2 separate regions of the Hordeum vulgare genome follow, and region 1 is linked to region 2. Evidence: chromatin contacts called from public Hi-C data. All regions are on one chromosome and are shown on one strand. Each heading gives the region's core, a stretch centred on a gene start, on an enhancer-like site or on the middle of the called end of the contact. The rest is flanking DNA. Distances are from core to core; before and after follow the strand shown.

Evidence for each region. A called contact is a pair of places that touch in the nucleus more often than the background predicts.
Region 1: a Hi-C map of leaf shows a contact between it and region 2, with 3 times the contacts expected there. The contact joins the promoter of LOC123424705 here to the promoter of LOC123429446 in region 2. A contact is called at or near these places in 3 of 6 Hi-C or Micro-C datasets (leaf and seedling).

Annotation. Positions count from the first base shown.
Region 1 is chr2H:39,374,584-39,378,420 of MorexV3_pseudomolecules_assembly, reverse strand. LOC123424705 (probable tRNA (guanine(26)-N(2))-dimethyltransferase 1) reads right to left here and starts at 1,995. Exons shown (of 13, transcript XM_045108373.1): 1 at 1,628-1,995; 2 at 1,124-1,205; 3 at 886-1,028; 4 at 580-667; 5 at 319-440. The coding sequence starts at 1,858.
Region 2 is chr2H:38,938,183-38,942,229 of MorexV3_pseudomolecules_assembly, reverse strand. It overlaps LOC123429446 (probable WRKY transcription factor 72), which reads right to left and starts at 2,284. Exons shown (of 3, transcript XM_045113481.1): 1 at 1,834-2,284; 2 at 916-1,020; 3 at 1-114. The coding sequence starts at 2,144. It overlaps LOC123424704 (E3 ubiquitin-protein ligase SHPRH-like), which reads right to left. Exons shown (of 19, transcript XM_045108372.1): 18 at 3,732-3,993; 19 at 3,050-3,649. The coding sequence ends at 3,389.

The DNA.
Region 1 (3,837 bases), core at 746-3,245, 440 kb before region 2:
AGACATAAGGCATTACAGCATTGAGAGGTTGCAAGTGCCTAGAAACAGATTCGCACGAGCAATCATATCAGCTATATGGTTTTTGTTTCTTGCTTTTGTAGGATCGTAGCATTGCAGCGTGATATGTAAAAATCTTAGGCAATACTGAATTTTACGACACTGAGTTCTGAATTTCCCAGATATATATAGAAACATAATTTATATCTTTTTGATTTGATTTTCTACTTAGCCAGGAAACAAATATAAAGTAAACTATAGTTACTTGTCCAAACATTTGCAACTGACATTTAATTTTCCTTTAAAGCAGTAAAGCCATACCACATCGAATTCTTTCGGGTGAGTGAGCATGAAAATGCGAGCATCAGCAAGATGTGGCACGACCTTCGAAGAAGCAAGAATGCCATTGTGGTAGATATTCCTTTTACAGGATTCTATAGCTACTGCAGTTAATAAAACAAATGTTTAGCATCATCAAACATAAAATAGGGTGTTATTTCCAAGGACTAAATATATCGTTTGCAACCAAATTTTTTTATGAGAAGTCATCTGTAACATTCTGACAGAAATATCAGAATTTACCATCATTATTGTCAAGAGCTATAACTTCCCCAATTCCATCCACCTCAAGTGCGTATCGGATAGCTCTTAACCCTGATGCAGCCAAAGCCTACAAAATTCATGACAAGAAGGATCTGAAATGAAAAGATCGGCATTTTTTATACAGATACTACTGCCATACTAAGGTTATGTACTCAAAGCTTGAAGTCATTTCTTGATAAGGGAGTACAGTCTGTATATAATATAAAAATGGAAGAACTTCCAGAAGAAATATATATCATGGCATATCACAGCTTGCATTGAAACAACAGGACATCATAAATGCACCTCAAGAACTTTAGGTGCTTTAAGGCTCGATTCCTCTCTCAATACAGAGTCTTCAGATCCTGTGGTAGCCGGGTCTAATCCATCGGCATGCTGCTCCTGTGGTATTTCAGCATGCTGCTCCTGTGGTATTTCAGCATGCCTGCCTGCTTCATCAGAGAAATCACTCAGGCATTTGTGGATTTTTTTTGATCGGAAAAGGTTTGTGAACTAGCAGTGCAAATTGTGCCCAAACGAATACCTTTTAATTGGATATCATGTTCTTCCCGTCTTTTCGAAATAAACCATCTCAAGACAGCAATGGAAAGGTCTCTGTTGTTAACCTGGTGAACTGAATTCATAAGTAAAAAGAACTTAAACATATTTCCAAAGCTACCATCAGATGATAATTCGGATTTCCAAAGGGAATTTTGAATAGTAGTTACAGTAGATTGTCCTTTTGTGAGTTGTGATGATACTGTTGGACAGTGAAGCTACATTTGCCATGGAATATAGCAGTGCAGCTAACACATCTGGTTTAAGTCTGTAATTCTTGCAGTTCTAAAGAAATGAGGTGTTCAGCAGTAATCGAAACCATCAAAAAGACAAGCAATTAAGTTTCCTCAAGGAACTAAATTCGGATAGTACTATTACGATTGCACTACTGTTCATGCAACCATCAGATGAAGCAGCAATGACACAAGGCTAACAAAAAAAAACACATCAAATCTACAGCAGACATAGACAAGGAGCTCGGAGGCGAAACCTGAGCCTTGTTGAAAAAGACCGAATTGGACTTGTCCGCAAATATCTCCGCCCGCCCTTCCCTGACGGTCTCCGGGGACGCGCCTGTCTCCGGCGGCTCCGAGGAGAAGGCGGAGGCGGAGGCGGAGGCGGACGAGCAGGGACAGGAGGCGAACCAGAGGCTGAGGACGCGGTTAGTGGATGAATGCACGCGCGTGTTGAGGAAGCGAGAGAAACCACATGCTATGGTCATCGAATCGCCCGAGGACGCCGCATGGGGAGGAAGGAGTCGCGACGGCGAGCGGTCGGAGGCGGCCGTCGACCTTGGGGCGCCGGAGGAGTGGAGTATACTTTGGATAACAGCGGGAGGTGTTTGCGGCGTCTGCGGGTGCGGGACGCGCCGGAGGTGGGGTTCGGGCTGGCTGGGCCACCTCGTGAATGGGCCACCAGGGCATTGGCTCTTTTAACCCAGCCCAAATTCATCTATATATGTCAACTTCCCTTTTTCTTTATTTCTAAAAAAAAAACTTCCTTTTTTCTTTTAGAAATACAGATATGCGTGTTTACCTTTATAGGGATAAATATATGCACATATATATGAACGTTTGTGTCTCTACTATGTTCATAAAATAAAATGAACTCACAAAAGTCTGACTAATCGAGAGCCACCCAGCTTAAAGATATGTTCAAGATATACTGCCTGTATAAATCATGTTTCTCAGAAATGCTGAGCTCAGCAAAACATAGGCCCTACTAATGGGTGTTGTTGTGTGCCTTCACGACATATCAATAAAGTCATATGTATCTATCTTTAGGCTATAAGTATTTAAGTGGGGATGGCAATGAATAGGGTATAGATGGATACAACCTCCTTCTATCCAAACCCATAACCATAAAATGGGTTGGTCCATATAAGTTAAATGTTAACCCCATATGTTATAGAAGTTATTTTATTTTTTTGGTATTCATTGGGATATCCATGGGCGAACTTTCATATCCATGCCCTATCCATATATTTTACGGGTATGGATACCCATTGCCCAAAAGTACAAAATCTCTTCAAGTATTGCCCATGCCCATAATATTCGGGTAGGGTACTCACGGGTATCTAGCTTTTGGCTATAAATATTCGATATATATTGGTGAAGTCAATACGTAAAGGCATGCACAATGCTTAATAAGATGGTATTTTTCTTATGCATTTCACATCATCTAGAGAAGATAAAAGGTACCTTATACAATGGATTGCCTTTGTCTATAGCCATTAAAAACATAAGACATAGAGATGGCATCTCATACGCCAAAGAGAGATGTCACATCTTTGATAGCATCTCTTATATATAAGAAAAAACAAACCTCTTTTTTCATTTATCTCTAGTCCAACTTATCAACTATTCTTGGTGACATTGCTAAACATAATAATTGCATTAGTCCTAACTATATTTTGGCTATATAAATCAAAATTGCCCCTCAAAAAATAAAATCAACGCTGGTTTGTTTTCAGAACATCTAACCTAATGTCCCGCTATGCAACATAGTATAAGCAATTGCCAAATTTTAGGGTTGACCCATGGGTCGAAAATAAGAAGAAGATGAATTTGTTTGGGCCATTCTTTTAAATCCTAAATCAAGTCTTCTTGTTTCTGGCCTATCATGTGAATTCAAGTAACTTTATGGCATAATCTATATAAAAAGAGGGAAAATCCATGAATTTAAGGACACACTCACTCTGTAAACTAATATAAGATGTTTTTAGATCACCAAAGTAGTGATTTTTTTTTTGAAAAGAAGGTTAAACCCCAGCCTCTGCATCAATGTGATGCACACATCCATTGTTTTTCCAGAGCATCTAACCTAATGTCCTACTATGCAACATAGCATAAGCAATTGCCAAATTTTAGGGTTGACCCATGGGCCGGAAATAAGAAGAAAATGAATTTATTTGGGCCATTCTTTTAAATCCTAAATCAAGTCTTCTTGTTTCTGGCCTATCATGTGAAAGAGGAAAAATCCATGAATTTGAGGACACACTCACACTACTAGGAAAAAGCTTATAGGTAGAATTTTAGCAGTAGCGCCGGTTGTGAGCCCGGCGCTACTAAGTAGTAGCGCGGGTGGGGACGAGCGCTACAGGTATCCTGTTAGCAGTAGCGCCCGTCGTCAAACAGGCAGTACTGCTAATTGGTCTGACCACGACATGCATGGGTGATCTATAGTAGTTTCGTTGGTCGG
Region 2 (4,047 bases), core at 1,035-3,534:
GTGTGCTGGCCATAGTAGTCCATGGTATACTCCGTCGGGTTGGACTCGGATTGCTGGACGTGCCTCTTGGCCTTGCAGCCTTGATCCGGCAAATGCGTGCACCTGTAGTAGCTCCTGGATATATGCCCATATATATGCAAATTAGTAATAATCCTACATATGTGAGCTAGCTGCAAGTCTACTACTCCCTCCGTCACGATTTAGAAGGCGCATCTAAACTTGCGTGCAATTTTAAAATAGACAAGGTTTAAGACGCGAAAGCAATTACTCATATTAATTAGTAATAGTACTACTCATACATGCGCCCTCCCAATTTGATGCTCACACATTAGTACTAGTATTTTCTCAGTTGATTAGGCGCATTAGTATTTACACCCGCTACATCTCACAACCAATCGATGACTACCTTGGTCCCAGAGATTTTACAAGCATGCATTCTAAACCGTGACGGAGGGAGTAATAGACTACTAACTAGCTAATACTAATACCCCAATACAACAACTGGTGCTATATAATACTCCCTTTGTTCCTAAATATAGGTCATTTTAGATATTTCATTAAGAGACTACATACGAAGTAAAATGAGCAAATCTACGCTCTAAAATATGTCTATATATATATATATATATATATTTGTATGTAGTTTTCTAATAAAATCTTTAAAAAAATTATATTTAAAAACGAAGGGAGTATAAGCATGCACATATGCATGCATGCATTTGATCAATGGAAAAGCTCAACTTCCCCTTAAAGGATAAAGTTAAAAAACCCAACTAGGAACTAGCTAGCTAGGGTGTGCAACTAGTTAATTAACCAGTTGGCAAGTGTGTACTCGTCTAGCTAGCTTCAATATCAGTGATTCCATAGTCATTCTTTGCTTATACTTGGACAGCTCGGCATATTGAAATGGTGTACCTCGGGTTAGTAGAGTCATGTATCTGTTTCTGTCCATACTTCCTCCATGACTTGCCATCTGTGAGCGTCGTAGCGGTGACCGTCCTGCTTAGAGGGCTCTTCATCCTGCCATTGAATAACAGATAGGATTAATTACCACTTCCAACTATATATGATTTGATATACCAACTGGAGTATATATGATTTGATATACCCATGCATGCATGCATGCTGAAGTAATCCTAGTGGCATGTACTCCCTCTGTTCCTAAATATAAGTCATTTTAGAGATTTTACAAAAGGAATACATACGAAGCAAAATGAATGAATCTATATTGTAATGTATGTCTATATACATCCGTATGTTACGGCCCTGTTTGGTTCATAAGTCCTAAGACTTTCTTTAGTCCCAACTTATAAGTCTCAAGTCCCTAAAAAGTTCTTACCTGTTTGGTTCCTAGGACTTAACATGAACTAAAAGACCATATTACAACTATAAGTCCTTATAAGACTCTCCTTGAAAGTCTTATTTCATAAGTCTCAACTGCCCACTTTAAGTCCCTATAAGTCCCTCATGTTTGATTTAGATGGGACTTAAAGAGACTTATAAGTTCTAAGTCCCTAATAAGTCCCTGTAACCAAACACCTCCTAGTCTTCTAGTGAAACCTCTAAAAAGACTTATATTTAAAACCGGAGGGAGTATGTACTAATTTTCAATCTGATAACACAGGAATCGGTCATGAGAGGTCGTCCCCTGATCATTGGCGCTTAAAAGTTCCCCCACTAGGTCAGCCAAATTAATATTCCGATTTGCAAAAGGGAAAGTTGAAGGACAAAATAATTTGTCAAATCGCATGCGTACTGAAGTGCATCCGGGAGATACTACTATAGCTAGCTACTTGTCGCACGGTTGATAAAAGGGTTTTAGAGTTTCCTCACCTTCCCCTCGGGCTGCTCCGGCGGTGCGGCCCGGACGACGCCGCGCCGGGTCTCTTCCTCCTCCCGCTCGGCCCCCGGCCTGCTCCTGACAACGACGACGCCACGCCACCATCGCCGGTGCCGAGAACGACCGAGAAGGCGCTCGACAGCTTGGCCATCATCCCGTCCACCAGCTCCCCCGCCTCCACGGTCGTTGGCCCAGGCGAAGACTCGTGCAACACGGTCTGCAGCACCGCCACGCGGTCGCGTACATCGACCAGGTCGTCTAAGACCGCCGTCACCGGTGAGCGCCCGCCGCCGGAAGACGCCATGCCAGCTGCGGAGAGAGGAAGCGAAGCTCTGGCGGTGGTGCTGCTGCTGCGGAGCGGAGTAGAGTCAGTATAGGGTTAGCGTGCCGCAGTTTTTATCGGCGTGCTGGACGCGAGGTGGGAAGGTGGGGGGAAAAGTAAGAGGAAGCGGCGAGGAACAAGAGGAGGCGAGCGCGTGCGGGGCAAGGCGACGTCGGGGCGTCATCGGCGTGACTCGGCCGAGTGAGCTCATCACCGATCCCTCTCATGCATGCATGGTCGTGGGGCCATGCATGGCACCGGCGCCGCCGCTATCTCTATCCGGCACAAATGGTTTGCACAGTCATGATGTGAGCACTACGATTAATATACCATTAGTTAGTTCTTACTTACCGTAAAGGGCCAATTGATGGGTGACACTTCTTCTTACAGGCCACAGAAATCGCGGTGCTCACCAAGGAAAATATAGTAAAAGAGTAAAGCCTATAACTAGCAAACTGGTCACTGGGGAAGAAAAATATTTCTAACTTTACCGGCTCTCGCGTCGTCCCCGCAGACGGCTCGGGAGCGACCTAGCCGCCGCCGCCAGCAGCCCACCCACCTCCCCGTCTTCCCCTCGCCGCCGCCGGCAGCGGTCGCCAGGCAAAGCCTGCGCGGCTCGGCGGCGGTGGGGCCACCTTTTCCTCCCCCGATGGCGGCTGGCGTGGGCCGGTGGTCTCGGCGGGAGCACGGGCCGGTGTACTCCCTCCGTTCCTAAATATAAGTCTTTTAAGAAATTTCGTTAGAAGTCTACATACAGAGCAAAATGAGTGAATATACACTCTAAAATATGTCTATATACATCTGTATGTAGTCTATTAGTGAAACCTCTAAAAAGGCTTATATTTAGAAACGGAGGAAGTAGTCCACAGTGTAATCTCTATAATCTCTAAAAGGTCTTAAAGGTCTTATATTTAGAAATGGAGTACATGAACATTTCGCACCTGACACAACTTGTACGGCAGAATCACCATGACAAAGATAGAAAGTGAGATGGTTCACGACACATGACAAAAGAATCACAAGTTCACCGTCCCCCTAAACTACACCCTCACGGAGACACCGGCTCCAGTGCTCTACGCCATTCAATCGGTGATGCCAGAACTTCATGACCACACTAGTCTACATTCATCTAAAATTAGGGTCGTCTCCTGTAATCTGGAGATTCTTACGAGCACTGGAATTTCCGGTTACACCAAGACTACCTCTTATAACATCATGGTGGTTAATCATGTTGCTCCATTGATGGCCCTCATTTGTGCAGCCAGCCCCGCAGCAAGAGACGGGGGTAAACTCCTCAAGGTATCACCATGATCCTTATCGCCCTCCTCCGGAGGTTGATCAGGTGTCACCACAGGAAATAGTGACTCCACATCCTCCAACGTCAGAGCAAGCTCGTCTTTGAAGTTTTTCAACCTGCGGTTGATCGTGGAGTAGACAGCTCTGCCCCTGTTCATTTTATATACGCTGTCTTCTATTGTTTTCTTCACCTGGACACCAGTAGTTCTTTGGTTTTTTTCTCTCCAAGAACACTTTCAATGAAATAAATGAGCATAGAATGCAGTGGCTTACTATAAACCGGTGAATGAATGTGCTCTTGTCTTGCCCAATTCTATGGATCCTACTGATAGCTTGTGCCTCCGCTGATGGGTTTAGTAATGGCTCCAGTAGAATTACATGCTGTGCTTCCAGTAGATTCAGACCGTTTGCACCATGCTGAATAGGCATTAGCAATACTTGAACATGCCGCATTTTGGAAACTGCCTTCTTCGCTTTCTTTCCATTTATACTGGATGTCAGGCCTTTAAATTGACAGAGCGCCAATTCTGATTTCCTGAAGGAAAATGAACTTGCATTAAGCAACTGGCATTGTCCATAAGATCAGTAA